7 separate regions of the Mus musculus genome follow, and regions 1, 2, 3, 4, 5 and 7 are each linked to region 6. The links are chromatin contacts, called in public Hi-C, HiChIP or PLAC-seq and promoter capture Hi-C maps. All regions are on one chromosome and are shown on one strand. Each heading gives the region's core, a stretch centred on a gene start, on an enhancer-like site or on the middle of the called end of the contact. The rest is flanking DNA. Distances are from core to core; before and after follow the strand shown. Region 1 has its middle 46 kb from the start of Gm33919. Region 2 has its middle 96 kb from the start of 1500009L16Rik. Region 3 holds the start of Washc4 (WASH complex subunit 4). Region 4 has its middle 74 kb from the start of Gm33919. Region 5 holds the start of Cry1 (cryptochrome 1 (photolyase-like)). Region 6 holds the start of Ckap4 (cytoskeleton-associated protein 4). Region 7 has its middle 91 kb from the start of Gm33919.

What was found. Promoter capture Hi-C pulls out the DNA fragments that hold promoters and counts their contacts. A called contact is a pair of places that touch in the nucleus more often than the background predicts. HiChIP or PLAC-seq counts read pairs in DNA pulled down with a chosen protein or histone mark.
Region 1: a contact with region 6 is called in a promoter capture Hi-C map of cranial neural crest. The contact joins the enhancer-like site here to the promoter of Ckap4 in region 6. A contact is called at or near these places in 5 of 39 promoter capture datasets (the 3T3-L1 cell line, 3T3-L1-derived adipocytes, the C10 cell line and 2 more) and 1 of 115 datasets of contacts at active chromatin or transcription factors (embryonic forebrain).
Region 2: a contact with region 6 is called in an H3K4me3 HiChIP or PLAC-seq map of forebrain, with 8 times the contacts expected there. The contact joins the enhancer-like site here to the promoter of Ckap4 in region 6. A contact is called at or near these places in 17 of 39 promoter capture datasets (the 3T3-L1 cell line, 3T3-L1-derived adipocytes, the C10 cell line and 10 more), 1 of 484 Hi-C or Micro-C datasets (bone marrow-derived macrophages), 9 of 115 datasets of contacts at active chromatin or transcription factors (the NIH/3T3 cell line, SST interneurons, cardiomyocytes and 6 more) and 3 of 9 other capture datasets (adipose tissue, embryonic stem cells and liver).
Region 3: a contact with region 6 is called in a promoter capture Hi-C map of cranial neural crest. The contact joins the promoter of Washc4 here to the promoter of Ckap4 in region 6. A contact is called at or near these places in 3 of 39 promoter capture datasets (cranial neural crest, embryonic stem cells and hippocampal neurons).
Region 4: a promoter capture Hi-C map of the C10 cell line shows a contact between it and region 6, with 4 times the contacts expected there. The contact joins the enhancer-like site here to the promoter of Ckap4 in region 6. A contact is called at or near these places in 5 of 39 promoter capture datasets (the 3T3-L1 cell line, 3T3-L1-derived adipocytes, the C10 cell line and 2 more), 3 of 115 datasets of contacts at active chromatin or transcription factors (embryonic forebrain, stem cell-derived neural progenitor cells and trophoblast stem cells) and 1 of 9 other capture datasets (embryonic stem cells).
Region 5: a contact with region 6 is called in a Hi-C map of uterus, with 4 times the contacts expected there. The contact joins the promoter of Cry1 here to the promoter of Ckap4 in region 6. A contact is called at or near these places in 1 of 484 Hi-C or Micro-C datasets (uterus) and 1 of 115 datasets of contacts at active chromatin or transcription factors (pancreatic cancer cells).
Region 7: a promoter capture Hi-C map of liver shows a contact between it and region 6, with 5 times the contacts expected there. The contact joins the enhancer-like site here to the promoter of Ckap4 in region 6. A contact is called at or near these places in 12 of 39 promoter capture datasets (the 3T3-L1 cell line, 3T3-L1-derived adipocytes, the C10 cell line and 7 more), 1 of 484 Hi-C or Micro-C datasets (bone marrow-derived macrophages), 8 of 115 datasets of contacts at active chromatin or transcription factors (the NIH/3T3 cell line, cardiomyocytes, embryonic basal ganglia and 5 more) and 1 of 9 other capture datasets (liver).

The regions. Positions count from the first base shown.
Region 1 is chr10:83,878,918-83,882,957 of GRCm38.p6, reverse strand. No RefSeq gene overlaps it. Among named protein-coding and RNA genes, the nearest start is that of Gm33919, 46 kb to the left of the region's middle. Within about 2 kb of position 2,452, at least 11 of the 459 cell types and tissues checked have an H3K27ac peak or open chromatin away from gene starts, as enhancers often do.
Region 2 is chr10:83,816,999-83,820,760 of GRCm38.p6, reverse strand. No RefSeq gene overlaps it. Among named protein-coding and RNA genes, the nearest start is that of 1500009L16Rik, 96 kb to the right of the region's middle. Within about 2 kb of position 1,295, at least 18 of the 459 cell types and tissues checked have an H3K27ac peak or open chromatin away from gene starts, as enhancers often do. A contact at or near this core is called in forebrain, where this site is marked.
Region 3 is chr10:83,542,205-83,546,080 of GRCm38.p6, reverse strand. It overlaps Washc4 (WASH complex subunit 4), which reads right to left and starts at 2,140. Exons shown (of 33, transcript NM_001033375.2): 1 at 1,979-2,140. The coding sequence starts at 2,039.
Region 4 is chr10:83,850,829-83,854,297 of GRCm38.p6, reverse strand. No RefSeq gene overlaps it. Among named protein-coding and RNA genes, the nearest start is that of Gm33919, 74 kb to the left of the region's middle. Within about 2 kb of position 1,282, at least 5 of the 459 cell types and tissues checked have an H3K27ac peak or open chromatin away from gene starts, as enhancers often do.
Region 5 is chr10:85,183,295-85,187,266 of GRCm38.p6, reverse strand. Cry1 (cryptochrome 1 (photolyase-like)) reads left to right here and starts at 2,213. Exons shown (of 13, transcript NM_007771.3): 1 at 2,213-2,953. The coding sequence starts at 2,796.
Region 6 is chr10:84,531,912-84,535,896 of GRCm38.p6, reverse strand. It overlaps Ckap4 (cytoskeleton-associated protein 4), which reads left to right and starts at 2,009. Exons shown (of 2, transcript NM_175451.1): 1 at 2,009-2,450. The coding sequence starts at 2,031.
Region 7 is chr10:83,834,215-83,838,075 of GRCm38.p6, reverse strand. No RefSeq gene overlaps it. Among named protein-coding and RNA genes, the nearest start is that of Gm33919, 91 kb to the left of the region's middle. Within about 2 kb of position 1,590, at least 9 of the 459 cell types and tissues checked have an H3K27ac peak or open chromatin away from gene starts, as enhancers often do.

The DNA.
Region 1 (4,040 bases), core at 1,203-3,702, 650 kb after region 6:
GCTGGCTCTCTCAAAGTCAAGAGTTGTGTTATTTCTCAGCTCCTTGCAGAGAGTCAAGTCAGGCTGCCTCCCCCAGACGAAATGAGGGGCCACCATGGCGGGCGCCCTTCCTTTGGCCCAGATTCCCATCCTACAAGCCTCCATGTGAGAGGCCCTTGGGAATGGCTTGTTGTTTGGAATTTAAACATCCCCACTTCACCTAGACACAGAGAACTATTTTTTAGGTATGCCAAGAATTAACCAGCGAGGACGTCCGTTTAATTGTATGTGAAACAGAAGCTAATAGTATCAGCAGGCTGGCCGCCTTCACCGATAGCGTGAGGCAAGAAGGGCTGTCAGAAAGTGATCAATGGACGGGCTTTGAGCAGACCTACCTGGGGTAAAAGCACTCATGTGGCCATTGTTTCCTACATTCATCCCTTATAGGCAAGAAACCTAACTTTCTGTCTGCGTTCACTGTGTGAGAGGAACATCTTTGATCTCTCAGATCTGCAAGAATCCCAAAGGGAAGCAAGCGGTGGTTTTGATTATTATCTTTAAAGTCTAGAATTCCTTAGGTGAGATTTGGTATGAAATTCATCCACGCAGTGGGGGAGGTGGGCGACTGTGTCCACGTCTGGGCCTCATTAAGGCGCAGATATTTTCACTAGGCAGTGAACTGAAGCAACCAAATTCCTTGATAAAGCTGGAGATTTCCAGGAACTGCTTGTTTAAAAAAAAGGGCACTTCTGTCTGGTTCTTCTACACAGCACATAGCATCATGAGTTCCCGCTCAGCCAGGCCTGGGGATAAAAGACATTATCTGTTTTGTCAAATTATCTCTAAAGTTTTAATGCTCTGTTCACTGTTTGGTGTTGACCTGTGGGGTACACTATTCAATTTATAATTCCTTTCCCCTGGCCGGCTGCTTTGGGTCTCTACAATAGGCCACGAAAGAAGGGGGCAGATAATGCTATCCTGACAGTGGGGGAAACTGAGACTGAGAGAGAGCCTGTGATTTGGGTAAAGTAGTGTTGTTTCTCACCCTCAAGAAGCAGGCAGATTCAAGGGATAGGGTAGTCCACAAACTGCTCCAGTGTCTTTAAGGTCTCCCAGGGTTGCTAACAGTTTACACATCAAGGTGATCAGAGGACCCCAAGGGAAGCAATGTAATTCTAAGCCCAAGGCTCTTGTGCTAAGTCATGCTGCTTAGGTATTGGTTGTAATAAATTCTGGACTGAGATGGCTCAGTCAGGAAAGAAGCCTGCCAGGCAAGAATGAGGGTCTGATTTCAGATTCTCAATACCCAGATTAGAAGCCAAGCATGGCGCCTGCTTGGAACCTCAGTGCTGGGAGGCAAAGACACGAAGATCCCTGAGCTAGCTGGCTGGTCTGCACTCCTTAATGAGGGAGCCCCAGGTTCAGTAAGAGACCTGTCTCCAAAAGGAAGGTAGGAGACACCAGCAAAATTTCTGCCTTCCACATGTACTCTTTCTCTTTCTCTCTCTCTCTCTCTCTCTCTCTCTCTCTCTCTCTCTCTCACACACACACACACACACACACACACACACACACACCATACCACACAGAAACACACATACACAAACCACATACACACCACACACATACCACACCACACAGAAACACACACACAAAACCACATACACACACAACGATGTGTGCAACACACACAGATTCTATAAACATGACTCTTAGGGTTCAAACTCCATCCAGTCCCTGTTGTCTCTGTCCTAACCTCTTCAGGTTTCCTTTTCTCATCTGTCCAGAGGAGATCCCTGAAAAGGCCGTTCATTGGACTGCTTCTCAGAAGTGGAGGTGATGCACTCAAACTCTTAGACTTAGGCCTGTCACTAGGAGGAGCTTAGTGGTGATTCTTCTTCTTACTGACTGTACTGACCTTGAGGCTTATCTATGGAGTCTCTCCCTCTCCCTCTCCCCCTCCCTCTCCCCCTCCCCCTCCCCCTCCCCCTCCCTTCTCTGTCTTTATCTCACTCTCCCTCTCTCTTAAAGTTGCTGATCTAAACTGGGAATAAGAAGTTGCTCAGAAAAGTAAATCTTGAATCACCTGATGACCAAGTCATCTCACTTTTGTGTATATTTCGAGTTCAAAGACTTGAAATCGGCACACAGGAAAGGTGTGTGGCCCTGTGTTCACTGAAGCATCAATTACAAAAGCCAAGATATGGAGCCAGACTGTCCCCACGAATGGATGGACTAGAAAACAGAGGAAGCATAGGGTTCATACACAGCAGAACACACAGTAGAAACCCTGAGGTTTTACAGAAGGAGGAAATACTATCACTGCAGCGACATGGGTGAACCCAGAGGACACTGTGATAAATGAAACAAGCCTGCACAGAGAGACAAAGGCCACCCGGCATCACTCATTTGTGGCATCAAAGAAATGGAAGGCAGGCAGGGCATAGTAGCTCACACTTTTAATCCCAGCACTCAGAGGACCACTCTGCAAGGAGAGTTATGTGAGTCTAAGGCAAACCTGATCTACAGAGTGAGTTTCAGACCAACCAGGACTATAATGCTGTCTCAAAAAGAAAGAGAGAGAGAGAGAGAGAGAGAGAAATGGTGAGCTCCTAGCAGTGGTTATCAGGGGCTGAGAGAGTATGAATGAGGAAGCATTCTGTCAGACAGGAGAAGTACACAGTACTGATCTGCACAGACAACATGACCCATGGATATTATCACTGTAGAAAAATAATAATAGGTATAAAAGCAGATAAATTAGCTAATGAGCTTGATTTGCTAATTCAGCTGTGTAAACATCTATTAGATGTTTACACATGCACTCACACATGCACACTTGCACACACACACACGTGTGTGCACACATGCAACATGTGCACACACAAATAAATAGGTAAATACATAAAATTTTTAAAGGATTCAAATGTTAAGGAGAAGGCTGAAATTCTTAAAGGAAATGGGGAAGGTTATATCCAAGATTGATTGTGCATTTCTCAAGTGAAACACAAATTATAAAGCTGGATTCAACTTTTAAATTAAGAACTTCGGTATAGATGGCTCAGCAGCAGTAGCCCTTGTAGACCACCAAAGCTGGGTTCCCAGTACATACCTGGCAGCTCACAAATATCTGTACTTCAGCTTCAGTGGTTCTGACGCCCTCTTCTGGTCTTTTACAACACGGCATGCACATGCTGCACATACAGATGAGTAGGTGACCACATACACATACATGAAAATAATTACAAAAAAACAAAAGGACTTCAGTATCAAAAAAATCAGTGAACAAAACTTCTGTTTCCACTAACTTAGGAGTCAAAGATCCCCTGAAAGAAATAAAGTGATAATTTATAGCTAAAAATGTCTGACATGGAAAAGGCAAGGGGTGGGATTCACAGTAGAAGATACTTATGAACAAACACGTCACTGAGAAGAAAGCTCAGTGCAGACATAAGAAGGATAACACAAGCATAGTAGTCATCAGAGAATGAAAATAGAACAAAGACCTGCTCTTTAAAAAGCTCTTGTAGAGAAAAGACTTATACACAAGCATCTAAAACACAGACAAGAAAGTATACACCAGTTCACAGCAGAAGAAAAGTCAGGAAACCATCCAAACACAACCATACTAGTCAGGGTTCCCCGGAGAAATGGGATCAATGGAATGCATGTGAAAATAGAAAGCTTTATTTTAAGGAATTGGCTTACATGATTGTGGACTCTAGCAAGTCCAGAAGGCAGGGTGAACCAGCAGGCTAGAGAACAGGGGAGAGAGATGCTAAAATTGGCACACAAAGGCCATCTGCCAACAACCCCCACCCCGTATTCCATCTGAATCTTCAGCTAAGCAGATAAAAAAATCAGGCCCAGATCCAGGATTTTGAATTGGCCCATCCCAACATCGACCCCATGAACTATTGGAGTTCATGAAGGGTCCTGAGTATCCAAAACTGTAGACTTTCCATGACACAGGACAACAGTATATCCAAGAGTATCTCCCAATGAGGATCCAGTACTGATAGAGTAGCAGAAGCCAGAGGCCTCATACCAGACCAGTGACT
Region 2 (3,762 bases), core at 46-2,545, 710 kb after region 6:
AGGGCACTTCCACCATGTTTTCTCAACAACAACAACAACAACAAAAAATATCAGAGTCCACCCATCCATCAGCCCTAAAATTCTTTCACGCTGGCACATCTGTGCAGGGCATTGCCAGTTAACCATGACAAAGAAGGTCTGTTTTCATCTGTGGTGTGAGAAATTCTTTAAATCCAGAGAGAAGCAGAAAGGGGCTAAAGAATAAGATTGGGGGTTCCAACGGTTGTGTTGAAAACAGCGTAAAACAAAATAGTATGTGGCAAACTGTAGGGACTTTGTTTAGTGATGGTTAATGATATGCCTACGGGGTCCAGGAGGTAGAGTCCCAATCATACTCAAGAGTAGTGATGGGTGCTTTAAAGGTTCTGGGAAAAGCCAGAGAACCTAGGGAAGTGTCCTTCAGGAAAGCAGGGCAAATCAAAAGGGGCACTAGGACATTTGGCATGAGATGAAGAGTAATGGCCGCCTGTCTCTGGCTGGTCCTGTGCTCTGACCTTTTGAGTAAAAGGTTGTCAGCATCCAACTCTGACATGACCCAAGCGGTTTAAAGTCTTCTATCTAGTGAGGGACTGTACTGGCATCCGGCCCCACATGTCCTGCAAGCCCAAAGCTTTTCCCTTCTCAGTTTCTCTCAGGACACTTGGTCTCTAGTTGCAACCTGTGCTGTGTTCGGGGATTCACCAAGGCATGTCCAAAGCAGCAGCGCGGTAGTCCCGCTCCTAGAGGGAAGCCTTCCTTGTTTTCTCGTGCTCACTGTAAAGTGCGCATGGGTCTTTTGATTGAAATTTTCTGCTCTTTCTCTTGAAATTGCTTAATTGCGCCCACCCACCGGTAAGGTTCTTTATATCGGTGATGCTGCTGATCCTCTCTGTATCACTGTGCGGTACTTTTGAACGCCAGGTTTCCTTACATTTCTGTGAGGATGCTGCCCCCTGCAGCCCACTTTGAGCATAATAGCCATTGTGATGGATTATCTCATCTCGTTCCCACAACCCACGAAGTGAAAAACTGTTAGTATCCTCCTTTTTTGTTTTTTCAGAGGATAAATCTGACTTCCAGCAAAGTTAGGTAACTTGTCTTGGCAGAAACAGGCCACCTCTCTCCAGAATCCCCCGTACCAACACTGTTGTCCTGTGACAGGTATCCTCCATATTTAATCTGCCAGCTAACCGAAATTACTGGGGAAGGGGAAGCGAATTGACTCATTTTTGGCTGTGCGGCCCTCTCTGGGTCCATCCACAGTTCCAACAATAGCCCCGCGGTGTTAATGCAGATGCAGAGATATCCCTGGGAGAGCTTTGTGGGAAGGTGTGGTTGACTGACAACCAGCTGCCACACCCTCAGAATCTCTGCAGCACCTAAACTTAAGCCTTGCCCTCCTGGGGCTACTCAGCCAGCAACTGGGCACAAGCTTTCTAGACCCAAAGGGAGGTTTTGTTTTGTTTTGTTTTGTTTTGTTTTGTTTTGTTTTGTTTTGTTTTGTAGGTTCCAAGATGTATGGATTGCAGTGGCGCCTATCAGCATATCAAAGCACACGCTGACCTCAGGACTCCTTCACTTCATGTGCAAGCAACCTGCCCTCCTCCCTTCCTCCCCTACCTAACTCCCTCCAGCCCCTGGGATTTCCTCCTGCTCTCTCAAAGCTACCTAGCAGCTTCCTGCCTTCCTTCTCTCCCTGGGCAAATGTCAGGTCCACACTGTGATCTGAGGGTATGCCACAAACCAGGCTGTATCTTTGGGCTCACTGGTCAGCCAGTCTAGCCTGTTCCAAGCTAGTGAAGACACTGTGCCTCACAAAGATATTTTTTTCCTTTAAATGCAAACCGCTTGGAGAACAAAACTCAGTGTTGTCCCCTGCATCACACACACACACACACACACACACACACACACACACACACACACACACCCTACCATTGAAATGTAAGTGCCACTGTAGAGAGAAGACTTTTATGAGGTGACTAGGGCCTGGGGACCTGGCCCTCAGGAATACAGTAATACCTCCAGCAGAGAAGTGGATTGGTAATCACAGGAATAGGTTCAGATCAAAAGCTAAGTCATCCCTGTCCCCAAGCTCCTGTCTCTGTCCCTCTCCCCCACATCCTCACGCCATCTGAAACCTCTGCCTTGTCCAAGCACCGTGTGCTTGGCTTTCCCAGAGTTCTGAGCCAAAGAGACCTGCTCTTTATAAATTGTCCAGCCTCTGGTTGTCTGTTATAGCAGCACAAAACAAAGATACTGGATTTGCATCTCTCTAAAAGGACCCCCACGGAGTTTAACAAGGAGAATCTATAATTCTTTCTCTCTCTCATTATTTCGTACTTGTATGTGTGTGAGAGAGTGTGTGTGCATGCACATCTGCCACTGTGCACGAATCAAGATCAGAGGAGAGTTTTCAGGAGTCTGTTCCCCTTTCCTACCTTGGTAAGGCAGGCTCTCTCTTGTTTCTGCCAGGCCAGCCCGTGAGCTTCTGGTTCTCTTGTCTCAGCTCAGGGCAGCTCAACACAACATCCTTTTCCACCAAGATGACTAGGACCAACGACCGGTCACTGGGATGGTGACGAGTCTCTGGCATTGATGCTCCAATATAGGGAGTCTGGGGAAGGCAGTTTCTCACGCCAAGCCCTCATGGAACATTTTTCACACCTCTCTGCAAAGGCCTACACACCCCCCACTGCACACACACATTCAAGTGTAATCCCTGCCCCTTTCCTTGGGCTTTGTGCTTCCTGGAGCAAGCTCTACACTAAGGAGATCCTTGCACACAGGGTGCATAAATAAACTGCAGACAAAAAAAATGAATGATAATGGCTTGAATGACTTCCAGGGACTCATTGAAATTCCATTCCCTGATGCACAATTCCTGTGCCTGTGTATCTAAGAGGAACCCAGCACCACCACACGGACAGTAGAAAGACCCCTTGCAGATTCACACTGTGGCCAGGGCCAAGGGTTTGGAGAGGCAGAACTCAGAGCATCTAATTGGCTCTCTCACAGGGCTGAAAGGAGGCTTAAGTGGAGGTAAGTTCGCTATCCGTCAGTCATCCTGTGCACCACTAAACCTTAAAACCTTGCTGAGCTCATTAGCTCATTAACTATTTGGAAGATACATTCTCCCCGCAAAGGCCAACCAGAGAGGAGACTATGTTTAGCCTCATGGGGTACTAAAAAGTAAAATAAAGGCAACAAACAGCCATAGATCACAAGAGATTGTGTCCTCAATTTTGCAAAAGTCCTTGGTGAATTCTAACTTCCTGGTTTTACCAAGCATAGAGGCCAGAACGAAGGACCACTCTCTAAGGCAACTGGGGGACTTCCTTGGACAGCATTTTCAGGAAAGCCACAACCCCTGCTGGCCTTTTGGTTTCCCTGAAATCTGATCTAGAACATCCAATCAGGTGGCTCCAAACAGCAGGTGTCTGGAGCCTCACAGAACTGGCAAAACCATACCTTCCATGGCCTTAGCTGCTGACCCAGGACCTCAGATTGTCCTTAGAGAAACGGCAGGCTCATACCAAGGTACGTTCAGTTCAGTGGGGTGAGAGACTGGCTGCGACCGTCAGAAAAGTACACAGAATAGCTGAAAGGGAGGCTACCTTTGTAGCCCTTCCACTGCGGGTCTGTGTCCCACAAAATGTCTGTCTCTGCTAGAGGCGTGTTCCCCAGTGGAAATGCTAAGATGTAATAGAACTTTTATGAGGTGGGCCTCTCAACCCCAGAATACTAATGAAGCTCACACTAAGCTATTCAGCAAAGTAACCT
Region 3 (3,876 bases), core at 891-3,390, 990 kb after region 6:
ATTTAAAAAAAAAAAAGATAGCTGGGATTTACAGAATTTACATATTAATAGGTAACTTTAAGTTTAGAACCACCAGAAATAGCTGGATTTTCATATGCCTATTCAGTGAAATTATAAAGTATTTCATCTTATACCTAAGAATTATTACTTATTCCAAAAATTCAATTCCAATTCATTTCTTTTACTGATGTGTATAACTTTACTCAATCTTTGTCTTCTAAAAAAAAAATGCTTTTTCCTTCAAATTTGAAGTTTGGAGCTGTCATGAAATAAACTATGTTCTGACTCACACTGCATGAAATATAGACTAGACATCTGTCCTTTATTTTGAACTGAGTTTGTGAATCAGGGGCATCAATTCAGTTCACTAAGACGCCTGTCTCATTACAGCACTCACTTAGATAATTTTGGAAAACAATTAGTCTAGATATGATTCACAGCCCCAAAATTAATGAAAGCCAGGCACAGAGAGACCTCTTACCTACTGCTAACAACCCCGTGTTAATGTCTTACTCTATTACATGGGAAATGACCAAAGCATCCTTTGACCAGCAAATGGGTTCTTAAAGACTGTACTTGAAAGACATGCTAAGAGATCACCTGGTTAGACCTGGGTAAACGACAGCAACACTAAATTCCTTGCCAGTAAGATAACAAGTAGCTATGAACTCATAAAAGTTCTTAAAGTACAAGAAGAGACTAAGAACCAGTGGCCCTCTGTGCATAACATACTCCCCCTCCCAACAAACTGCATTTCTTGTAGTTTTCCTACTACTTTTTAAAGTTAGTAAACAACATTATGAGTTTCACCATGGCATTTTCATACATACATGGTTTTTATATTGTGTCCTCACCCACGTCCTGTTTCCACTCCTTTCCCCAGTCCTGAGCATCTAAAAAACTGATTATGTCTAAATAACTGATCATTCATTCCACTTAAAGCTGAAACCCAGTATACCTTCATTCCAACTTTGGTTAGATTAAACTAAAGTAGGGACCTCAGCGCACAATGGGGGGGGGGGGGGGGAGGAGAAGGGGTGGTTACTATCCTTCCATCTAGATTTTTCTTTATGCTGACTAAGACCAATATCTTAAGATCTGCCCAGCACCCTGAACATAGTTCAACTAGATGTAAAGGCAAAACACAGTTACATAGGAATCTGTACATGGTCTAGTATCTCTGTAAAATAATTCATAATGCAGCTGTACTTTATTTTTAAAGGCATTCCTACTTTTGGGAAAGGTATGCATTTAAAAATTTCTTGGGCAACTCGCCCCAATATATCTTCTATCACACAGAAAAAACAAACAAACAAACAAACAAACAAATCAACCTCCAGAGTGTCTCTAATTAGTTTGGGTTGTCCATTTATGCTGAAACAAACTATGAGGCTTTTGGGGTTGGAAGTGATTTTAAACATAAACTTGGACTTGACGTCATGAGGCAACTGCGAAGCAGATCTGATTTTTTAAAAAGTTAAAATAGATTTAAAAACCTTTTCAGCTATTTAAAAATCAATAAAGGGCCGAGAAGGAATAAGATATTCCTATGTTGGTTGATTTTTTTTTTAAGGCCAGAAAGAGCTGTTTTTAGCTGTCTCTGTGGTTCTAAGAACGTGAATCCAAACTTCAAAAGTTGGCTTGAGAAGCAAAGAAAAACAGGAAACCGAAACGGGAACCCAGACTCTTCTAGAACTGAAGGCTGAGCATCTGGGGCAAACCCTGGGACGGGATGGACAACCCGGGAGGATGGCCTCGCGCGGGGCTCCCCAGCGATGGCACCGCTGGCCCGTCACCGATTCCGGGAGGGACGCAGGGTGCGAGTGCACGGCCAGACGCGACCACACGGTCACGCAGAGCGCCCCAGTCCCACCCAGCGGGAGGGTCCCGAGAGGGCGGCTGCGCAGCGCGGCGCCGCACCGCGCCGCCCTCCGTCCGCAGCGCCGCCCGGCCCGCCTCGCCCGATGCCGGGGCTTACTCTGAGAGCCGTCGTCCACGCGGTCGAAGTCCCAGTCGGGCGACAGAGTGTCCACGGCCATCGCCGCGGAACCTCCCACAGACACAGCCCCGAGCAGCCACAGCCGCGACGCGGGCCTCACCCCAGCCGCTGTCACGGCACGTGACTTCCGGCTTCGGCCCCGCCCCCGCACGCCAGAGCCAGTGGACTCTCGGCCCTGCGGACCGCGGGAGCCGCTGGGAAAGCGAGTCGACCGCCTGCTCCCGGCGCGGCCGCCATAGTGATGGCTGCCGTTGGCATCCTGCATCCTTTCCTGGTCTCGCTGCCGTTCACGACTGTTCTCAGGGCACATTCCGTTCCTCGAGGCTCTTTTTTTTTTATATCCTAGGGGATTACTCCCTCAGTCTAACCTGGAAAGAATGGAAATAACCGGGTGGGGCCCAACGCAAGACCCGGTCCTTCACCTGGACACTGCCCGAGCCCTTGGACCAAGATGCCTGTCTCACCAGCTCCCTTTCTGTCTTTACCCTCGCGATTCCTTGATCCCCTTGCACTTCCTGTGCAGATTATTTGTTGAGAAAAGACCTGTGTGTGTAAAAAAGTAATGACTTTAAGAACGCCACCAAGCAATCTCACTACTGGGTTTGCTTTACATAGATCACTATTCTTTCTTTCCTTGCTTTTAAGAAGGTGGGGTGGGAACTGTGTTACCCTGAGTTCTACATCTATCCTAACGTTTACACAAAACGCTTTCTATCAGGGCAGTTTTTAGTATGTACTTCTACGAAGCAGTCTAAATAGCATCAAAAAAAAAATCATAATGTAAAATTTAAGACATCCATACTCTGAACTCCTAGAAAGCTACAAAATGAAATAGGTCTCAAATGGCATTAAAGAAAAAAAAGAAAAAAAAAAAAAGGAGAGGAGTCGATTTTAGAACAATGCATATTTGCTGTAACATCTACAATCGACGTAAACGTTTATTTATGCTCATGTGTTTGCAAATGCATAGGAAGAATTCAAATCTCATTAAAGAAGACTGGATTACTTGAAAACGGGTAGGTGCTCATTAATACAAAGTGGCTCTTAAATTTTTCTTGTGTCTATTAGCTGAGTCTTTTTCAAGCAGAGTTTTAAAGTTATTTGCATTATATAAAGTACCACAAATCAATATAGAATGTTCTCTTGAAGAGCATGTTCTGAGATGCTAAGGTTTGGGCTTGGTTTTATTTTGAGACAAGATCTCATTATCGTAGCTGAGAGTCCCTGCTGCTCCTGGGCCTGTGACAAGGCTATGGAGGGAAACCTCTACAGATCTGAGCCACAAATGAACATCTTTACTTTGTAAAGTGCTTTCCTAAGTGCTGGGAATACAGGCATGTGTCACCATGCCTGGCATTGCAAAGAAATTAGAAAATGCTTTTTTTTTCTAACAAAAGTGTTTGTTACAGTGACAGCTGACAAACACATGTGGACTTAGTGTGTCTCTGGCTTCAGGGTGGCCTATTGGAATTTTCAGTTTCTGTAGCATGCAGTTCTGGCAGCCTTCTTTAGGTTCCATATGGTAGCTGTTGGCAGCTTCGGGCCCACATTATCACAAGACTAAATCTAGCCCACGAGAGAAAAAGAGCACGCTGAACTGATAACTCGAACAAAAGTCCCAGAATCAAGTCTTGCCAGCAGTGATTAGCCTTTCTTTACTTGAGCACACTTTCCAGCCAATCTCAGAAACCCAAATATCAGGAGGGGTGGACCCATTGGCTTAGTGTAGGTCACGTGCTCCACGGATGCCCTGAGCTAAGAAGAAGCAACTCTCTAGAGATCACTTAGCCTGGAAGTGGAGGAGACAACGATACAGAAGCCAATGGCTGTCATCATAAAAGTGGCTTTATGTAGCAGAGGGAACAGCCATGATGGTG
Region 4 (3,469 bases), core at 33-2,532, 680 kb after region 6:
TCTGGCTAAACAGCTCCTGGAGCTTTCCTGCTGAAGCCCAGACAGATTCTCCTTCCTGTTCCCTCTCCCCATAACACTTGACACATCTTCTCCTACAGCCCATGAGAACCATGAAGAAGGCATCCCGCTGGACTCCCAACCAGTGGCCAGGCTCACCCAAGCAGGTCTGACCCTGGGCACTTCTTAACATGGCCTGGTTAGTCGGGCTAGTCTGCCAATCCTTGGCCTCCTCCATTCATCGGCAAAGCATGGCAAAAGAGAAAGAAGCCTGCCTGAGGAGTGTAGACTCCTATAGGATAGTCACACAGCATAGCAAAGACTGTGCTAATGGCAGAAGCTCAGCAAGTACAGCATCCTGCAATTCGGCCCCTTGGGTGCAGCCAAGGCCGCTGCCTCCAGGAGCTCAGGCAGGGACGAGGATGCAGGACATCAGAGGTAGATAGGAACTAATATCAGTCTTGTATTGCCCATGCACAGCCTGCGTGCTTAATACATGTTAACTGACTGGTAGTTATAATACAGGCTTTTGAAAGTTCACCAAAAAAACAAACAAACAAACAAACAAAAAAACAGGATAAAACAGTAGGCACTTAGGATCAACTGCCATTCCATCACCCTAAGGTCCACACCTTAAGTTCTATCCACAGAGCATTCTAGAAAGAGGTGAAAGAGGTTACTGAACACTCTTGCCCTATGCTGCTGGGCCTGGCTGCCTGGTTCCTAGGCTGTTCTATGACAACTCTCTAGAGGCAAAGGTAGACTCCAAATTTTGTTCAGCAGAGGTTCAGGTAACTTAAGCCTAGATGAGCAAGTATCCTACAGATTGTACTATGAGGCTCCATGGGACTTATGCCAGATAATAGAAAGATGATTGATTGATTGATAATGGATAAACAGATAGATAGATTATGATAGATGATATACAGACTGGCAGACAGATAGATCGATACGGATAGATGGTAGTTAGATGGTAGACAGATAGATACAGATGATAGATGATAGACAGACAGACTGACAGATGATAGTAGACATGTATATACATATTTATACTTTGTTTCTCAAATACTCTGTGGTCAGGTTTCCAGACAGTTACTAGTTTTTTAATTAGTGAATTAAATAAACTCTTTGACACATGAATCCCTTCTTTTTTTTTTTTGGCTTGTTTTTCAAGTCAACTTTTAACCTTCTGAAATTTACATTTTCATACCACACACAGAGATAAGACTTTCTCAAGAGGCCTTTTTAAAGGGAGCCATGTGATCGCTGGCTGAACAAACATATCCCAATAATGCTTTGCAAACTCAAATATGCCACTGGGCAGCTCGGACCCTGGCCCCTGCCTCCAGCACAGACAGCTTTGCTTTGGGCATTTCTCCCAAACTGGATATACGAAGCCATTGAAAAGTGTTTCTTTCCTGAAAAAAAAAAAAAAAAAAAAGGCCTAAGCCAGTGTGAAGTGAACCAATTCTTTGGCACAGTACAAGGACAAAATTCCATGCAAATATCCTCATATTTTTCTGCCCAGTGAGGTGTCCCCAGATGGAATGGTGGAGAGATAAGTGAGGGGAAAGGCTGGAGATCTTGGGGACACACACACACACACACACACACACCTGTCATTCTACCGCTACTTCACTGATCAAAACACACACGCGATCCTGTCCTGCCTCATTCTACTGCTTTCTAACGAAAGCTCTCAGGAACATCAATGCCTTCAGAATCCCAGTGGAAACCTGCTTCTTCTAGGTTCAGAATGAAAGGCTGTTGTCCTTGGGCAGCTGCCCTTGAGTCGTACCCTTTACTACCCAGGAAAGAGCCATAAAGGAGAAGCTCAATGCGAGCCACCTCCTTTCTGCATTTGGTAGAATCTCAGTGTAGAGTGGCAGCAGATGGTAGGATGAATAATTTACACTTTCCAAAGAGTATTACGACAGGGAGCCTGGGTCTGAGAGGAACTAAGAAGAAACAAGGGGATCGATGGAAAGCCTGTTTCATGAGTCCAGAGTGTCAAGAAAGCTGGGGGAAGAGGGTGCAGGCAGGATGCAGTCAAGGCACAGAGTAATGCAGGTAACCAGAAGGGGATGGACAGAAGACACGTCAAGAGGTCAGAGGATCAAGAACTGTTGATAAGCTGCATAGGAGTACTAAGGAAAGGGAAGGTCAAGATGATATTTGGACTTGAGTGACTGGGTGCAGCGAGAAGCCTTAGCTGGAGATGGAGGCAGGGAGCAGTACATTTTAGACAAGAGAATCCAGTAGGGAGAGAGGGCTATCTCCCAGTTCCTGTTACAGTTGGAAACCCTTGGAACAATGTGGACAGAATTACACAGAGAGTGCATTAACGTATCTTCCGGCTCCATTTTACTTAGCAGTCCTTCATCATCTCATAAAATCTTTACATTCTAGAAGGTTCATTGGCTTTTTGCACACCGCAGCTAAGTGCAGCAATAGTGTGCCCCTTTGGTGTTGCTCCGCACCTGTGACCTTGTCATGTGTTTCACTAGTTCATATGGCAGAATCCCGGAAGTTTGTCTGTTAATAAAAAACATAGTTGTGTACCTTCTCCTAGTGATATTCATCACTCAGAGAACGTGATGCATTTTGTGGTGGTAGGTAAATACGTAAAAACATTTGAATAGTAAAAATGTAAAATTCAATGTAAAGCTACACAGTTTCCATCCCAAACGGCTATTATAACTGCAGTGAAGTTTACTGAAATGTACAGACTTGAGATCTGGTTAATTTGGGGGTTTGGTATATATTATTTGCAAGTTTTTAATAATAAAGTTTATAAAAGAAAAAAATTTAAATGGTGCATGACTCTCAAAGAACACTAAAGGTTGAACTCTGTCTTCCAAATGCACATTCAAGCATGTTCACCTCTACACATATGAACACACACAGAGACACACATATGCAGACAGAGAGATAGAAAGGGTACAGGGAGAGAGAGAAAGACGAGAGAGAGAAAGAGACAGGGGGGAGGGAGAGGGGGAGGGGGAGGGGGAGGAAGAGGGAGAGGGAGCGGGAGACAGACAGACAGACAGACAGACAGACAGACAGACAGACAATGAAACTGTCTTGGCTGTCAAAGGCTCTCAGAAAAAGCAGCTTCGGAACTAGTTCCCTAAGGGTCATCTCCACCCCTGAGGCAGGGCTGGGACCAGCCATTCCCCTTGCTTCCTATTGAAGATGCCAAAATCACTCCCAAAGCACTGAACTGTGTGGCAGCTGTGCCTCATTAGCCTTGACTGTGACTCTGCCCCTAGCCTCTAAAGTCCCAGGAGCTTTCAGTAGCAAGAAATGAAGCTTACTGTAATGGATCTTTCCAACCGCTTAGCATGGTTTCAATAAATGGCTGTCATCCAAAGGGAAGGGACACATTACATACAGGGGTGACTATAGACAGGAGCCGGGTGGGAATTGAAGAATGAGAAGAGGAGCTGAAGAAATTAAAGATGATCTCTTC
Region 5 (3,972 bases), core at 964-3,463, 650 kb before region 6:
TTCGAAGGGACACAGAGACTTTTTTATATAGTGGTAAGTATTGGTATTTATGAAGCAATATAGTTAGGTATTTTTTTTAAAAAAAAAACTTCTTTTCTTAAGATTTATTTATTTATTTATTTATTTATTTATTTTATGCTTATGAGTACAGTCACTATCTTCAGACACACCAGAAGAGGGTGTCAGTTCTTATTACAGATGGTAGTGAGCCACCATGTGGTTGCTGGAAATTGAACTCGGGACCTCTAGAAGTACAGTCAGTGTTCTTAACCGCTGAGCCATCTCTCCAGCCCATAGATGGGTATTATAAGAAGTTTTTATTAGTCTTTGTAACAAAGCCACAAGTGATGTATCACACATGTGCTTGGAGGGCCCCAGGAGGCAGGAGACGCTATATTTGTACTAGAGGTAAAGAATATTTTCAAAAATTAGGGAGCCTTTTATTTGGGTCTGAAGCTACAGTATGAGGAGACATACTTTAGTAGTTCAAAGGTTAATGTAGATCCCAAAGAGCATTCCTCTATCAGAGGAAAACCCAGCACATATAAAGAATAAGAAACAGATAATAAACTCCACTAGGGGGCTGGGGTTTTGTGGTTAGGTTTGCATGTCATCTCTTTGGAACACACCTGCTTCATTCAATAAGCGGCTGCTATTCTGGCCCTGGATGCACCGGCCTAGGACACCAGGTGTTCCTGAAGCTGAGGCAAGGGGTATCCAAAGCTCACTTTGAGGCTTTCCTGAGCTGCAAAGTGAGTTAAGGGCAGCCTAGATGCTTAATGATATACTGTCTCCATAAATAAATACATAAATAACCCTGGATGAATATATGCACATAGGTGATGCTAGGACTCAGGGATAAGAGCAAAACCAAGAGCCATCTTCAGTTACACAGCAGGTTCAAGGTAAGCCAGGGCTCCGCGAGACCCCGTCTCAACAAAAAGGGCATTGTATGTCTAAGGCATGGCCTGTAGGTTATGGCTAGGAAGTCTGGTAAAGATGCACATGTGGCCCTGTGTTCTCATTAGACTTCAATTGCTTTGATAAAACATCATGAGCAAAAGCAACTTGGCCAGGAAGGAAGGGGTTTGTTGCCGTTTACAGTTAATAATCCATCGTGGGGAGAAGTCAGGGCAGAAATTCAAAGCAGAAACCTGGAGATAGAGGGCTGAAGCAGAAGCCATGGAGGAAAGCCGTTTTGGTTCCCTGTGGCTTCCTCAGCCTGCTTCCATATACAACCCGCCTAGGGCTACCAGCCTAATGGTGGCGCCACACACACTGGTCGGGTCCTTCCACATCACTCATTAATCAAGAAAGTGCCCAGACTTCCCTACAGGCAACCTGATGGAAGTCTTTACTACAATTAAGGTTCCTCTTCCCATTTAACTTCAGTTGAAGAAAAAAAAAAAAAAAAAAAAAAAAAGCAAAGCAAAAAGCCCAAAAACCTAATCAAAATACCTTCTAAACTACACTTCATGTAATAGATTAGAGTTGATAAATTGACGATGTATCTACAGTATTATGAAATGCTGAATATCTGAGATCGGACCTGTCTTCTCCAGAGCTTGGGCAAAGGTGCCCGCCCCAAACAGTAAAAAAGGCTAACGGCGTGATTTCTGCTCCTTTCAGAGCAGGGGACTCCGATTAACACCTGATTGAAGCTGGGTGAGAGGCAGGACTGTGCCTCGGTTGCCTCTCACCCAGCCCAGCAATAACTCTCAGGGCACACGGAACTGGCTTCAGACCTTCCACACAACCCATAGGAAGAGCCCTGGGCGCGCTCCCGCGTCCTAGCCTCTTCTCTTCCACCGCGAGAGCGCAGCGCACGCGCGCCGTGCCCGGCAGAGCGCGCGCCCGCGAGCTCCCCGCAGCCCCGTGCTCATCCGGGTCCCCGCGAGCCTCGGCCAATGGAGGCGGCTCCCGGCCCCGGGAGCAGAACTATGCCTCCTCCCCCTTCTCGCGGCCTGTGGCCCCCGCGAGCGGCCTGGGGCTCAGGAGACCCGCAGAGGCTGCGAGTCCGGATCCCACGCGAGAACTCAGGTCGTGAGCGCCCAGCGATCGCAACCGGTCCCGAAGCACCGGGCGCGGCGGCGCACGCGGGGGTCTGAGCCAGTGTAGTAAACACACTTCAGAAACGTGAGGTGCCGGTGGTCACGTGGGGTGCATGCCGCCCAATGAGAAGCCGGGGGCGGGGCGGAGGCCGCTGACGCGGCGGAGTCACCCGGGCAGCCTCGGGACCGGTGACCGGCAGGCGAGCGTCCCGCGGCCTGGAGCTCTAGCCCGCGCTCTCCGAGCTCGCTGCCCACTCCGGGACGCACAGGCCGCGTCGCGCGGAGGCCGCGTGAGCTCGTGTCCGTTCGTGGAGGCCGCCTCGGGCGCGCCACCGTCTCCTCGCGGGTCGCCTCGGTTGGGCGAGGTTTCCGTGACGAGCCTCCCGGGGCTGCTGCGACCAGCTCGGGCCGTCGTGGCGGCTCGGGCCCCGCGCGCTCGCTTGCGCTCCGGGGGTCTCAGGCCCTGGAAGGTATGCGTGTCCTCCGGACGCTGGGCGCGGGCTCCTGAAGGACGTCGCGCGTGGATCCCGGCGCCTCGGCAGCCTCCATTCATCTGCCAGCTGCGCGCTCGCCACCTCCGCGCCCCGCCTCGGCGTCGCCTCCTCCCGTCCCCTCTCTGCAGCCCTTTCCCCACTCCTCGGGTGAGGAGGTTTTCTTGGAAGCGCAGGTGTCGGTTATGAGCCCGGCTTCCCTCCCTTGAAGCTCTCGGTAGAGGAAGTCGGGGTGACCCGCCGCGCCCCGAGCATGGGGGTGAACGCCGTGCACTGGTTCCGAAAGGGACTCCGGCTCCACGACAACCCCGCCCTGAAGGAGTGCATCCAGGGCGCCGACACCATCCGCTGCGTCTATATCCTCGACCCCTGGTTCGCCGGCTCTTCCAACGTGGGCATCAACAGGTGGCGGTGAGTCCGAAGCGCTTGGGAAATCAATCGATCGCGGTGTGCGCGAGTCGGGTGTCGATGCGTTAGTGTCAGATCTGAGATTTGGTTTTAGTCCAGGGACCGAATTGCCTACATCGTTAAAGAATTGTAGATGTGGTCAATATTAAATAGTACAGACTTAGTAGTAGAGATTATTGACGACCCTGAAACACTTTAGCTTTTACCGGTAAGTTATGTGTCTGTGTTGATGGGAACGCCTTCCCTGATTTGCGAGAAATAACTAGGAGGAGAATTAAACACTCCCAGATCATAATGGCCTTGATATCTTAGGCCTCCGAAAGGGTTGTAATCTTTAATGTTGACGTGTGTGTCTAGGTAACTCATAGTGTGGAGAAAAACCATTCATTTATTATAGCGGGCTCCGGATCCAGCTTTCTTCCCCCTTGAGGTTAGAGGAGGAAAAGCAAGGGAAAGAATTAGCTGGTTTCCCAACTCTCTCTCTCAACTCCTCCTTGTGGTTGACAAGACAAAGCACAGTTTTTCTTTCGAGGCAAAGTATAATCCTTCTAGGGAATTGCGACTGGAAGAAATCCTCCGGACATTTTGTGAGCTGTGCCTGGGAAAACAGGATAGACGATTGTGTGGCGGAATGAAACGAAAGCATTAGTTCAGCAGATAATATTGATAGCTTATGTGCCAGCCGTGTCTTTGGATATGAGGGATAGAGCTGTGAACGAGAAGTCTGCCCTCTTCAGGCATATGTCCAAGAAAAAAATACGTATGTAGTCCTTTTGGAGATGAGACGTGTTGCAAAGAAAAGACGAGGTAAACAGGAATAGGGATGGGGACACAATTTAAAACAATGTTAATTAGCTGGGGATGTAGCTCACTGGAAGTTACCACAGCTAGGATGTGTGGAGAAAGTGGTCGCCGATTTGAAGACATGGGATGCAGCTGTCTAAGGGAAGAACATTCCAGGGAAAGGTCCTGAGGTGAGAATGGGTTTGATCTTTGGAAGGAACAGCCAGCCAGAATGACGA
Region 6 (3,985 bases), core at 760-3,259:
TCAGGCTGAGGAACCCTGTGCTTTGTTGAGCTAAGAGGTTTCTGCTACAGTATCTGCTATTCAGCCCAAGGAGGGGGCGTTCTCTTCTGTCTAGAGCAGATGCTTTCGCTAGGGCACACTCTGGCCCAAATTTAATCTCCTCTGTGTTTTCCCCACAATAGCAGTGACTCTCCTGCTTCTTTTGCTACCTTATTTTGTGGCCTTTTGCAATGGGCAGCCATTCTCTATACACAGCACACACCCTTCTAGTCAAGACAGGTGTCCTGGGCTTACCCCACTTCCTGCTCAGAAATAGCCTTCCTGTTCTCCTACTATGCAAATTCATTCTCCAAATTATTCCTCATTCTCTACTCTGTGTACAGCTCACGGTTTGCTTTCCAAGTTCTCTTTTCATTTATTGTCTCGGTTCTTAGGCGTTGGTTTTTAAAACATTAAAACATGCTTTCCCCCACCCCCACCCCCACCCCCTGCCAGGACCCAGAGCCCGTGATCACAGGCACATATGTGCCTATTCAGATTTTAAAGGTGATTTACGAAAAGAATGAGGAGCAACAAGATTGTCCTTGAGGAAGGTGCCTCTAGCAGTGGACAGACATCTCTCTGGCACACAGTGGGCCTTCAGCAAAGTTTTGCCCTTGTAAAGTTGCACATTCAGTGTCTCCTCGAAAATACTTTTCTCAAGAGGGGTATTGTCGGGCATGTGACCACCAAAGTATGGAAGTGGTGGTATTTGAACATGGGAAGATTCCAGTTTTGTTTCTAATTTTTTCCCCCTTCTAAGCAGATTGGGAGGAAGTTACAGACAGAAGAAATAGCATCCCTACTTCTGCCGCGCAGAAGTACACACTAGGACTGCGGGAGCCAGGTGCAGGGGAAAAGGTCCAGATTGGTATTACCAATGATCTGCACTGATGGTGGGCTCTGGTTTCCCTCCCAGTCATGAGTGAAGACTCACCCATGGGCTTCAGAAGCATCAGCCCAAGGTTCAAAACACGGCTGTGTGGGACCTTGAGGCATTCTGTTGGGGTCGAGGCTCAGCCTTGTGTGTTTCCTATAAAATGGGCAAATGTAATCTCAACCGTTCAAAGCTTTTGCGAGGATTTTAGAGCCCATACCAGCTGATAAGCACAGGTCTGGCACTGCTATATTTCTTTTTACAAATGTGGAAGTGACAACCTCAACCTGTGTCCCTCTAAGTGAGGGTGCTGATGGCTTCTCTACACTCAACCCAGAGCCTGTCAGGAACTGGAGCTGTGGAGAGACTGTATGATACCCCAAAAGAAAAGAGAACCAAGGGGCCTGGGGGTGTTGCATACAGTCTACTGCCCAGGCAAAGAGGGTCTGTAACTCAGTAACTCAATAACTCAGTAACTCAGCTCCCTAGGACAAGTTCTAGTCCATACCCAAGGTGCTTGGGTGCAGAGTCCTTCGAGCCCAAAAATTCTCGGGAAGAGACAGGCCTGGCCCGGCTGCAGGGCGGCCTTAGAGGAGGGGTGTTCCCGGCTTAGTGGTGGGCAAGTAGGGCGTCTGACCCCCCCCCCCCCCGTCCTGTCCCCACCTTCCAGAACCGTGCTTTCCGCTCCCCCTAGCACTCCCCCTCGGCCCGGGTGGGGATCGTGCTCAGCACAGTGCTCAGGAGGCACCCCCACCCCGCTGACTCCTCTCGAGGGTAGCCGGGGCACTGGGAGTCTCAGCCATCCGGGCAGCCGCGCCCAGCCTCGCCCCGCCGGGCTCCGCCCGCCCTCCGCGGGGTCGCAGCGAAGGGAGGAGGGGCGGCGGCCCGCTTGCGTGGCAGGCGCTCGGGCTGGGCTCGGCCTCCCTTCCCGGGAGGCGGGGTCGGCGCCGCGGCGGCGGCGGAGCCAGGCCCCCTCCTCCTTCCGCGGCCGGCCTCCTTCCTCGTCGCCCCACGTTCCCGGCCGCTCCGACGCCGCTGCGCCCGCGTGCCGCCCGCGCAGTCCCCGTGGGAGCCGGAGCCAGCGTCCCGGGCCGCGCGCCCCGCTCGCCCATCCCGCCGAGCCGCCGCCGCCGCCATGCCCTCGGCCAAACAAAGGGGCTCCAAGGGCGGCCACGGCGCCGCGAGCCCCTCGGACAAGGGCGCCCACCCGTCGGGCGGCGCGGATGACGTGGCGAAGAAGCCGCCGGCGGCGCCGCAGCAGCCGCAGCCTCCCGCGCCGCACCCGCCGCAGCACCCGCAGAACCAGGCGCACCGGGGCGGCCACCGCGGCCGGTCCTCAGCCGCCACCGCCAACGCGTCCTCCGCGTCCTGCTCGCGCAGGCTTGGCCGGGTGCTCAACTTTCTCTTCTACCTCTCCCTGGTGGCGGCGGCCGCCTTCTCGGGCTGGTATGTCCATCACGTCCTGGAGGAGGTCCAGCAGGTCCGGCGTGGCCACCAGGACTTCTCCCGTCAGAGGGATGAGCTGGGCCAGGGCTTGCAGGGCGTCGAGCAGAAGGTGGGTACTCCAGCTTTTGCGGGGTCGGGACTCTACTCCTGCCCTCCCTGAAGGGGCCCTGGTCCTTTCCTGCCCAGGCCCTGTGGCAAGAGCTGGGACCCCAGCGCCCTAGTCGCCAGGGCGGTCCCAGACCCGCTTTGTTAATGGTCTCAGAGAGGGATGGAGCGGACTCTGAGGATGGCCAGACCATTGGGGGAGGATGGGCCAAGGGCCTGTCACAGGACATTAGCGGTGACCTGTAAGGAAGCCGGCAGGCTCTACGTAGCCCATTCTTTTTGCATTAGGAACCGTTGAATGGACAGAGTTGCCCGAACAGGAGCCTGGAAGGGAAATCATCGCATCCCCGGAAGCCTCTAGTCAAGACTTCACCTTGGCTATGCCAGTAGGAGTCACCCGAGCCAGTTTTTAATAGACCTAGAGTTTTGGGGGTGGGGGTGGGGGAAGCTAGTGAGCTTAGTCATTTGCTAAGTTCAGATGAAACGTCTATCTTTAGGTCCCTTGTCCTTAGCTGGACCAAGGAGCCCATGTGGGCCTTTGAAGTCGCCTACTCCAGCTTTAGGGGAAACACAGGCCAGAAGTATTAGATCACACTTATGTGGTGTGTAGACAGCGTATTCATGTATTTTATTTCCTCACTCAAAGAGTTAACTAGAGGGAGGAAGAGAGGGCTGACAAATTTGACTCCATTTTCCAGACCCGAATATTGAGGTTTAAGAGACACAAAGTGAGTTGACACAGACCACAGCTGGCTTGAGTCGCAGATTGTGGAAGAAAGTGTGGGCCATTCGTGAGGAAGGATTCCCCAGCGAGCTGTTTCAGGAATGACCAGACAACTCTCATGGCAAACTGCTCAGTTTCTACCCTTCCAGCCCAAGTGTAGCCCCCTTCCCTCTAGTGCCTTCTCCATCCTCTCCACCCACATCCTTGCTCAATGAAACGCACTTGCTGGACGGAAACAAAAAATCCCGCCATTTCTGAGCCCGGAACCACGGCCTCCTTTCCCAGCATGCCGCTTGCCCTGCCAAGTCCCTACTTTTTTGTTGAGTGTGCACCACTAGGAATTTCCTCTCAAGACTGGAAGAGCAACTGGAGTGAGTCAGCCTGTGAAGTGGTGTAGGCCAAGGGAGGTGACTTAGCTGGGGAAATGAAGTGGGCGATTCTGCTCTGCCTGCTGAATGTCAGACCATCCTAAGAACACAGACACCCCGCGGGAGTCTGATCGCTAGCCCGTTTCCTCTCTTCCTAATCAGTCATAATATTTATTGAAGCCTGATAGTTGTATGGCTGTGCGTGAGCCCTGTGGAGGATATGGAGGAGGAAAAGGCGCAGATCAAGCTTGTGAAGTGGCATCCTAAGTAGGTTTCAGGGGTGGGGAACTTATGCACACTTTGAGAAGAAAGGGCTTGTGGGTTTGTATGTGGGACAGGGCTGGTCATTAGAAGTATCAGGAGATGGCATGACCCCATACAGGTAAGGGGACAATCTCGACTATACCTGAAGGACAGAAGGTAGCTAGCCTTCCAGTGACAGAATAC
Region 7 (3,861 bases), core at 341-2,840, 700 kb after region 6:
AACCAATACTGTGCAAAGCTTGCTTCCATAGAGTCTCAGAAAATGAAAAGATGAGACCAGGATTCACTGAAGTTTGGAAGTTCAATTTAAGGCAGGTCTTTCAAAGGCTTGATGAAGACTACGTTGAAGTCATGATGTAACACTGCAGAAGTGCAGCAAAATAAGCAAGGAAAGGCAAGGGATCCCAAACATGTTTGCTATTTCCTGCACACTCTCGGAATGAATGATCATACTATTTGCTTGGAAACTTAGAAGCTATGCAAATGAAAATGGGAGATAGGCACACCCAACTTGCTGACTTTAGGGCACCATGTTGTCATTGGTAAAATTCATGCTTAAGCACCACACAATTGAATTACCACCCATCCCCCCCCCAAAAATAAAAGATCTCATAACATTTTAAATGAGTTTGTGGTTTTGCATTGGGCTACACTCATAACTAACCAGGACGCATGTGGTTGGACATGTCAGATTCTAGAGATTACAGATTCTTAGTTTCTTCTTCTTTGCCTGGTTCTATTTTACTTAACAAAGTAGGTGAAGCACTTTTCACTTGTTTTATATCTTCTATTAGAGCCATGGTGGTGCCTTTCATGAAATTCATTAATGGTAGATACTAATGACAGTTGGAATTCCTACAGAATGGTCTTAAGTTGAGGAATCTGCTGTACCTGTAGGTCCAATACTAGATCACACACATTCCAGAGATGGTTAGATCCTGAGAGTTCTAATCTGATGAAGGTCTTGATACCTTGAGGGCTTTAATGGACTGTAATATAACATAAGAGATGAGGTCTCTGGTGGCATATCCTTGGGGATTACATGTTGCTTTGGCCCCTACCTATCTCCTCTCTCTGCTTCCTGCATGTCCAGAGATGAGCCACCTTCCTCCTTCATATACTCCCAAGTCTGTGAAACTCTTCCTTGAAATCTGCCTGGAAACACAGACCCAAACAACTGTGGTAGGAACTTCCGAAACCTTACACACAAGTCTTTCCCTGCTAAATTGTTTCTGACAGATTCTCAGTTCAGTCACAGAAAACTAACAAATGCAGCCACCCTCCACCTTGTCTTCCTAGCGGCAGTTCACGAGCCCAGATTGCTCTATGGCGACAGTTACAAAAACAGAAGCACCTTCTTTTCCTGAAAAGTGAAAAGGCTGGTTCCAGAAAGGGGATGGGAAACAAAGACTTTCAAAATGCCAAAAGTACATCTTCAATGCCCCTGAAACCCTGGGTGGTCCTCCCACCCCACACCCAGTCCCTGATTTTCTAACTCTGAGTACCCTTGTCTTAGGATATCTTGAAGATCTCCAGAAACTGTCTAGCAGATCATGCATGAAGCCTTATCTTTTCCTGGTTATGCTTTTATTTCAAAGGTCATGAAAGCACGGGCTCCAGAAGGCTCACAGCGCACGCATGTGCGTGCACACACACATGCACACACACTGCTCTAAATGCACAGTAGCAGCTCTCAGCCCACACGTGAGTGTCACTTAGACAAAGATCAGATTTCCTTTTGAGGCCAAGAATTCAATAGCTCACAAGGCAGCTAGCTGAACTCTCCTTCTGGCTTCAAATGCAAACAGTTGGGGATTGCAAAGAGCAGGAAATAGAAACCAACTCCCCACACCACCCTTTCCCTGTTGTTGAATCATGCTTGTGAAATAATTCCCATTTGCTCAGTGAAGGAAAAGGAGCTCTCTGGATGGGTTAACCAGAGGTGCTTTTGTGGTAACTGTAAAGGGGTGTTTGGTCAGTCAGTTCTAGTTTAAAGTCATCTCCTAGCTGAAGGCCTTACAGTAGTTGTTGTGATAAAGAGGGACCATTTTCATAATTAAATTTAAAGCCCCATAAGTGATGGTTTTAATAGGTTCCGGGACTTACATCAAGCTAAAAATGGCCAACCATGAGGTCAAAACAACTAACTAAATGTTTAATAAGACCAGTATTTTCATTCTTTAAAGTCATATCTCAGAGCACACCTTCAATCCCAGCACTTGGGAGACAGAGACAGGCAAATCTCTCTGAGATCTCTGTGAGACCACCCTAGTCTACTTAATGAATTACAGGCCAGCCTGGGGCTACACACTGAAACGCTGTCTCAAAAATAAAATAAGATAAAATCAGATTTCAGGATAATAAAGATGGAGTTATCCCGTGGGTCAGGAGAAACAAATCTAGTCAGCTTCCTTTCTCAGAAAAGAAGAAAGAAAGGAAAATGGCCCAGAGATATTTGGGCTCATGCTGATGAGCATCCCAGAGCTTCCCCTATTGTTAGGCTTAGGAAGACCCACGTTTCTTATTCCAGCAGGCTGGAGGGCCCATGGTTTGCATACAGGTCTGATGAGATAGGCAGTAGCTCCACCATGAGTACTGATCTTGATGCTTTTCAAGAACTAGCAGTGGCTGGCTGGAGACGCATTCTGTACTTGGGGACAGCTGACAACTAGAGAAGAGCAGCATTAAAGCCATTACTCATATTCATCTGCACATCTAAGCATCATCTCACTTGACTACCCAGAACCATCACACCACAGGGCGCAGGTCACCCAACCTTACCCCAGCTTCACCTGGCCATGTTAAACCCACAAAGCCAAGGGGCTTCCATAGACTGTTGCTGCAAGCTTTGTTCCAGGGCAATTTGTCTCCAAAACTTAGGCTTCCAAACTTAGTCACTTGGAATGGAAGGGGCAGGGGGTGCTATGGCTGGGACAGAACTGCTAAAAACTGAGACCAACATAGGAAAAATGTGCTCAGTGCTCACAAAGGCTGTGACCTGAGTCAAAGGGGCTGATGTCAGGGAGGGAATACTCCCAACACAACCCAGCACAGCACAAGATGGCTTAACTTCCAGGGGAGTTTTCCCTAGCACGAGACTATCAATAGTTAGCCCTAGGTCTTCAAATGCCTCTCTCTCTTAGTTTTTCCAAGCCCTGCACAAGGCTCAGGTACATCCTTAAATGATCACACTTGGAAGAATGAAGGCAAGGTGGGGACAGGAAATATTGTCAGCTCACCTCCTGGTCTCTGCTTAGGGAGAAGAGAGCCCTGGGCTCTGTCACTCCCAACAGACAAGTATAACAGAGATCAGTGGAGGAAGAAGGGGTGTTAGCCATCATTCCATAGATTACAAGAGATGACCTTTCCTTACATATGCCCCACCATTTTTACCCCAAGTCACTGAAGAAGAACATTAAGAGTGAGAAAACTGTCAATGTGGTTTCCAAACTATAAGGAAAATCTTGAATTTCTGGGCCTTTACATCCCTTGAGCACCTTGTTTTCTTGTTTGTTTCATAGGGATGGTTCGTTTGCTGATGGTGAATCTAACTAGAGTGTCCGGAATGCTTGGTAAGTGTTCTGACTGAGCTGTATCCCAGACCTCTCTGATACCTTAGATGGGTAATAAATCACTCCCTTTAATGCAGTAAGCAAACCTATGCAATGGTCTGGGATACATCCTAGTGATTTGGAGAGTGTACTGGGCTTTGCTTTAAAACACCACAGATGTCAAAGGATCTCTTTTCCATCCCCCCATCTCCCCATCTTCATCTAGGCTTCATCACCTCATACATCAATGACTCCATGATCCAGTCAACTGGATGAGCCACTGTAGCTCATCTTAAATCTCACTGCCAGGATTTCCAAAGGCATCACTGTACATAAACACACACACACACACACACACACACACACACACACACACACACACACACACAAACATTTTCTCCTATTTTACCTAGAACCTTTCTGTTTTTAGCATTGACCATTCCGTGTTTCAGGAAAGTTCTTTTTTTTTAATATATATTTTTTATTACATATTTTCCTCAATTACATTAACAATGCTATCCCAAAAGTCC